2 separate regions of the Pan troglodytes genome follow, and region 1 is linked to region 2. Evidence: chromatin contacts called from public HiChIP or PLAC-seq data. All regions are on one chromosome and are shown on one strand. The core of a region is the stretch at or near the end of the contact, and the rest is flanking DNA. Distances in the headings are between cores, read along the strand shown.

Region 1 (2,700 bases), core at 133-2,632, 260 kb before region 2:
CAAAGACACCGGTATTAGCCATAACATAAGCTAAGCCAAGGATGCCACTTCCCATGATGGCATTCATCAAATTAAACACTGATAAACCAAATGAAACACCTGGGGATCGCTGTCTGTGAAGTTCCTGTAAGCACACAAATTTAGTAGTGTTAAATGTTTGGACGGTGAAGTTAAAATTTCGTGAAGAAATTCCATAAATGAAAGATTATGGAAAAAAGCTGCAAACCACCAGGCTTTGTATGACACACTCGTTGCTTAACCAACACTAATTTCCTTTCCTTTCCTTCCCACCTCCCACTACTGCAGCTCCAGGAATCTAGGGTTTCTTAGGAAAATGATTTCCACCAGTACACAAGACAGGTAGAGTTCAGGAAGGGCCATGACTAACCTTGTGACTGCAAGAGATGAAGATAGGATGGGAATGGAGTGGGGAGAGAGAGGAGGGATAAGGCCTCAGCTCATGTGATTACTAAAGAATTGCTGAGTCAACCTGGGACTGCTGTGGGCAGTTGTTTCTCCTCAATTACTAGGACTGCACAACTAATCTCTACTTATATATCTAATGAATTAGTTCTACCAAACTGGAAGGATGGTCAGGAATACCTTGCAATGACAGTATTATAAACAGCAGCAATTCACGTTGTTCTGGCAGTATCCCTGAAAACATCCCCCTCCCCACAAACAGCACTGGGAACAAAGTCCTGGGAACAGTGTCTAGGACTCGAGTTAAAAAGCGGAGTGCCCACTGCACAGGCTTTAGGGTCAGGAACGTGCTATGCACTTACTAGCAAGCCACTTCCATTCTACCGCTAAGAATTTCTGTATTAAAATGTTTATTACTCTCCCTCCCCCCATGACTAAGTCGGAAGAGGAAAATCCTGTGACTCTTGCAAAGACCTCACGAGACTGGTGGAGAAAATAAGGTGACAAAAATACTAACTAACAGCAGTGAGTACATAATCCTATGGCCGCTCATCCCATCATGTTCGCAGCTTCCACTCAACGCTGCATCTCTTCCACCCGACGCTTTTCATCTTTTCTTTCTAGAGTATGCTAGGCTGCTATCACGTTCATAACTGCGCCAATCTCATCTGAATCTCGGCGGCTGCCTTCAGACCCCATCCCCCAGGGTTCAGGCTCCAGCATCTCCCCTGTCCCGGTGCGGTCCTCCTTTTCTGGGTCTTATTTGGCAGGCACTTGAGGGAAGCCGGAGGGCGTCAGCGCGGGGAAGCGAACACAGCTCACTTACGTTGCTTAGCAACGGACTCAACTCTTCGGCCTCCGCTTCTTCAGGCTGCTGGACAGAGACATACCAGCCCCGCTCAGCGTTGAAGCTCCCCCAGGACGCCTCCATGCTGCTCTCCAGCTGACTACCAGGTCCATCTACGAGCCTCTACCCTTGCCCTGCGCTCCAGTCGTCGGTCGCGCCAGAGGCGGAGCTTTGAGCCCGGCCCTTCCGGCTTTCCGTACTTCACCAGGGCCTGGAAGGAGAGGAGCGAGTCGACGTGATCTGATGACGCGCGCCCTCTTCGCGACGAACAGTGATGATGTCATAGAAGACCCGCCCATCCACCCGCGACCCACATCCGATCGGTACCGGAGCGGGAGGTGAGGGGTCGGCTCGCGGATCCAGCTGCAGAGCGACGTGGGGAATTGGAATGGTGCTTTGGTGAGGTGGCGGCCGCGTTAGGGGCTAATGGTCCAGGGGAGGTACCAGCCCGCCCAGGGCTGCTCTCTGCCATGTGCTGCATGGGCACAGAAACATCGCGAGGTCACCCACCCGCCTAGGTGCTGAACTTAGTTTCGAGGTACTGGATAGTAAGGAATGTTTCAAAAGCCTTTCGCCACATTTTACTGGTGGGAAAACCGAGACTTATAGTAATTTATCCAGGGTCACCCAGCTGGTCAGCTGCTAGACCCGATTTGATCTCTGACGGTGAAGTTAGACTTCGTTGCTTTACAGGATTCTGGGACAGGGCCCTTTCCCCTTACAAGTAAATTCTTTGGTATTTTAGAAGACAGTGAATAACTGATACTATGCATATAACAATCAGCAAAGCTCTCGTCCTCAAAATACAGAAGCCTCTAGTTAAAGGCAGGACATGTGGCAGTAAAGCATCGAAAACAAACAACAGAGCAATATATTAAGAACACAAGCACCGAAGTCAGTCAAAACTAGGTTTTAATCCATGCCTAGCCACTTATCAGCTGGGAGACTTTGGGTGGGTTACCTTACGTCTGAGCTTTAGTTTACTTATTTACAAAATGAGGGTGCAATACTGCACACCTCCCAAGATTCATAATGTACATAAAGCATTTAGCGCAGTATCTGACACAATAAGCACCCATGAGACTATCCTAATAAATATCACCACTAGTAATGGTCATGTATAATGACTATTTCATTTACAGATGACCATTTAACTCATACTTCAGTCTTCCAATCCCAAATGTATTATCTAGAAAATTGTGGGTGAAGAGGATCATTGAGTATGGCTAATGGATCACTAAGCCCTCTGAACTGGGAGCAGGTGGGTTGAAGGTGTAAATTTAATATATACCACTATTATCTACCACTAATACGACTTCCTGAAAAAGTCATCCTAGTCTGGAAAAGATAGTATACTTCCCACACATCACTAAACGTTTTATTTGTCAGCATTTAGCAGGTTATTTGAGATAGTAGAATTTAGATTTTTA
Region 2 (2,700 bases), core at 60-2,559:
AAATGTTGAATTTTGAGAGGCCGAGGCGGACGGATCACGAGGTCAGGAGATCGAGACCATCCTGGCTAATGTGGTGAAACCCCGTCTCTTCTAAAAAATACAAAAAAAAAAAAAAAAATTAGCTGTGCGTGGTGGCGGGCGCCTGTAGTCCCAGCTACTCGGGAGGCTGAGGCAGGAGAATGGCGTGAACCCAGGAGGCGGAGCTTGCAGTGAGCCGAGATCGCGCCACTGCACTCCAGCCTGGGCGACAGAGCGAGACTCCATCTCGGGGGGAAAAAAAGTTGAATTCTGAGAAAGAGCAGCAGCAGGCAAACCCAACTGACCTACAGTAATCAAAGAAGCAGAAATGGATTATCCCTTTTGGAATTAAGATCTTGTGCAAATTACAAAGGAAAGAGACACAACTGCAAACAACAAAAGACTCTACCCCCACTTCAGCATCAAACCAGCGGGCAATCTGTCTATGCTGTGGAAAAGGGCTTCTGATCCTGCACTGATCTGGATGACACCCGCACATTCAGTGTTTCTAGCCTATCATCTTTAAAAAAGAAATACTCATATACTTACATTAAAAAGTTCATGTAGAAAACTTAAATTTCCATATTTAAAGCTTAGATCTCTTCCACACGACTCATCCAGGATAAACTTATGGTTTAATATTCTACATGTTTAATTATACCATGTTCAACTCAGTTGGGTTGCCAGCCCTCCACGTGGCTTAAGGTTAAGTACATTTTTTGAAGGCTTCTTGTTTTTGTCTTCTCAGTGGGCTATGTATGCTGCTAATTATAAGGTTTTCAAGCATTTTTCCCCCTTTGGAATTTTAATTTACTCTAAATGCTTGCCCCTTAGAACATTTCCTAGTGTCATTTTATTTTTGACTGTTTTGAATACAAAATCCTTGATAAAGACATCCAAAAAGAGGGAGAATGGGGAACAGGGAGATACTGGGGGGCTTCTGAATTGTCCTTTGAAGTTTTGTCATCTAGATGCTGAGGGTGGTCTCTTTGTTAAAAATTTAACCATCCAGACCTTAAGGCCACACAATTAATATTCCCTCTGGAATCGTAGGGCCTCTGTTTGAAAGAGTTGTCCAGTTTTCAGGCCACATTAGGTAATTTCCCGCCCAGGAGCGTGGCTTGGAAAGAATGTCGGTGTTTTCCTTCAGGTATAGGTGCCTGGGGGTCAGGAGGGGAGGGAAAGGCGAGGGGTGGAGTGGGAGGTGGGTGATCGACAGGGATAGAAACTGTGTCTCCTCCTCCCTCTGAATGCGAAATAGCCAATGAGGTGGCTCGGCCGGGCCGGGCCGGCCGCCACTGCCATATAGTATGCAGCAACCGGAGGAGTCACGTTGGGGGAACGGCAGAAAGCAGCTATCCGTTTACACTACTTTGCTCTAGCAGCTATCTTAATGGTGACTGCGTGGCCGGGGGGAAACCTGATCGGCCAGATCCAGCCGAAACCAGGAGGGAGGGAGTGGGCTTTCCGGAGGGGGAGAGGAGGGAGGGAGACGAAGGAGGAGGAGTAAGAGAGGAGGAAAGAAAGAGGAAAAGAGTGCGAGGGAGTGAGGGAGGGAGGAAAATAAACAACAAAAAATGTCCTCTTCCTCCCCCACCGGGCAGATCGCAAGTGCGGCGGACATCAAGCAGGAGAATGGGATGGAAAGCGCCTCGGAAGGGCAGGAGGCGCACCGAGAAGTGGCGGGGGGCGCGGCGGTAGGGCTGAGCCCCCCGGCTCCAGCCCCTTTTCCCCTGGAGCCGGGGGACGCCGCGACCGCTGCCGCCAGGGTGAGCGGAGAGGAAGGGGCAGTGGCGGCGGCGGCGGCCGGAGCGGCGGCGGATCAGGTACAACTCCACTCGGAACTTCTGGGCAGGCACCACCACGCCGCCGCCGCCGCCGCGCAGACCCCGCTGGCCTTCTCGCCCGACCACGTCGCCTGCGTGTGCGAGGCACTGCAGCAGGGGGGCAACCTGGACCGCCTGGCCCGGTTCCTGTGGTCCCTGCCCCAGAGCGACCTGCTACGTGGCAACGAGAGCCTGCTGAAGGCGCGGGCGCTCGTGGCCTTCCACCAGGGCATCTACCCCGAGCTCTACAGCATCCTCGAGAGCCACAGCTTCGAGTCGGCCAACCACCCTCTGCTGCAGCAGCTCTGGTACAAGGCGCGCTACACCGAGGCCGAGCGAGCCCGCGGCCGGCCGCTGGGAGCCGTAGACAAGTACCGGCTGCGCAGGAAATTCCCCCTGCCCCGCACCATCTGGGACGGCGAGGAGACGGTGTATTGTTTCAAGGAGAAGTCGCGCAACGCGCTCAAGGAGCTCTACAAGCAGAATCGCTACCCTTCGCCCGCCGAGAAGCGGCACCTGGCCAAGATCACCGGCCTCTCCCTCACTCAGGTCAGCAACTGGTTCAAGAACCGCCGGCAGCGCGACAGGAACCCCTCCGAGACCCAGTCCAAAAGGTGAGCGCCAACTTTCCTCCTCCTCCCCCTTCCTCTCCCCCACCCCCTTCCCGGCTTTCTTTTCCTCCAAGTGCTCGCAAACATGGCGCTTACCTTCCCCACCAGCCTGGTCCGGCTGCCCACCTCTCCCCGCCCCCTACCTCGCTCCCCGGCCGGCAGAGGTGGGGGGCGGCGGAGGCGGGGGGCGGGGGAACCTCCCTCCTTACCCTCCCCCTCTCCCCCCAGAAGTTTCTGGTCGCCCG

What was found. HiChIP or PLAC-seq counts read pairs in DNA pulled down with a chosen protein or histone mark.
Region 1: a contact with region 2 is called in an H3K4me3 HiChIP or PLAC-seq map of stem cell-derived excitatory neurons, with 5 times the contacts expected there. The contact joins the promoter of SLC38A6 here to the promoter of SIX4 in region 2. A contact is called at or near these places in 1 of 7 Hi-C or Micro-C datasets (stem cell-derived neural progenitor cells) and 1 of 1 datasets of contacts at active chromatin or transcription factors (stem cell-derived excitatory neurons).

What each region holds. Positions count from the first base shown.
Region 1 is chr15:58,980,227-58,982,926 of NHGRI_mPanTro3-v2.0_pri, reverse strand. SLC38A6 (solute carrier family 38 member 6) reads right to left here and starts at 1,382. Exons shown (of 17, transcript XM_054666633.2): 1 at 1,250-1,382; 2 at 1-124. The coding sequence starts at 1,354. It overlaps TRMT5 (tRNA methyltransferase 5), which reads left to right and starts at 1,611. Exons shown (of 5, transcript NM_001279905.1): 1 at 1,611-1,808.
Region 2 is chr15:58,724,476-58,727,175 of NHGRI_mPanTro3-v2.0_pri, reverse strand. It overlaps SIX4 (SIX homeobox 4), which reads left to right and starts at 1,309. Exons shown (of 4, transcript XM_016926174.4): 1 at 1,309-1,414; 2 at 1,623-2,458. The coding sequence starts at 1,412.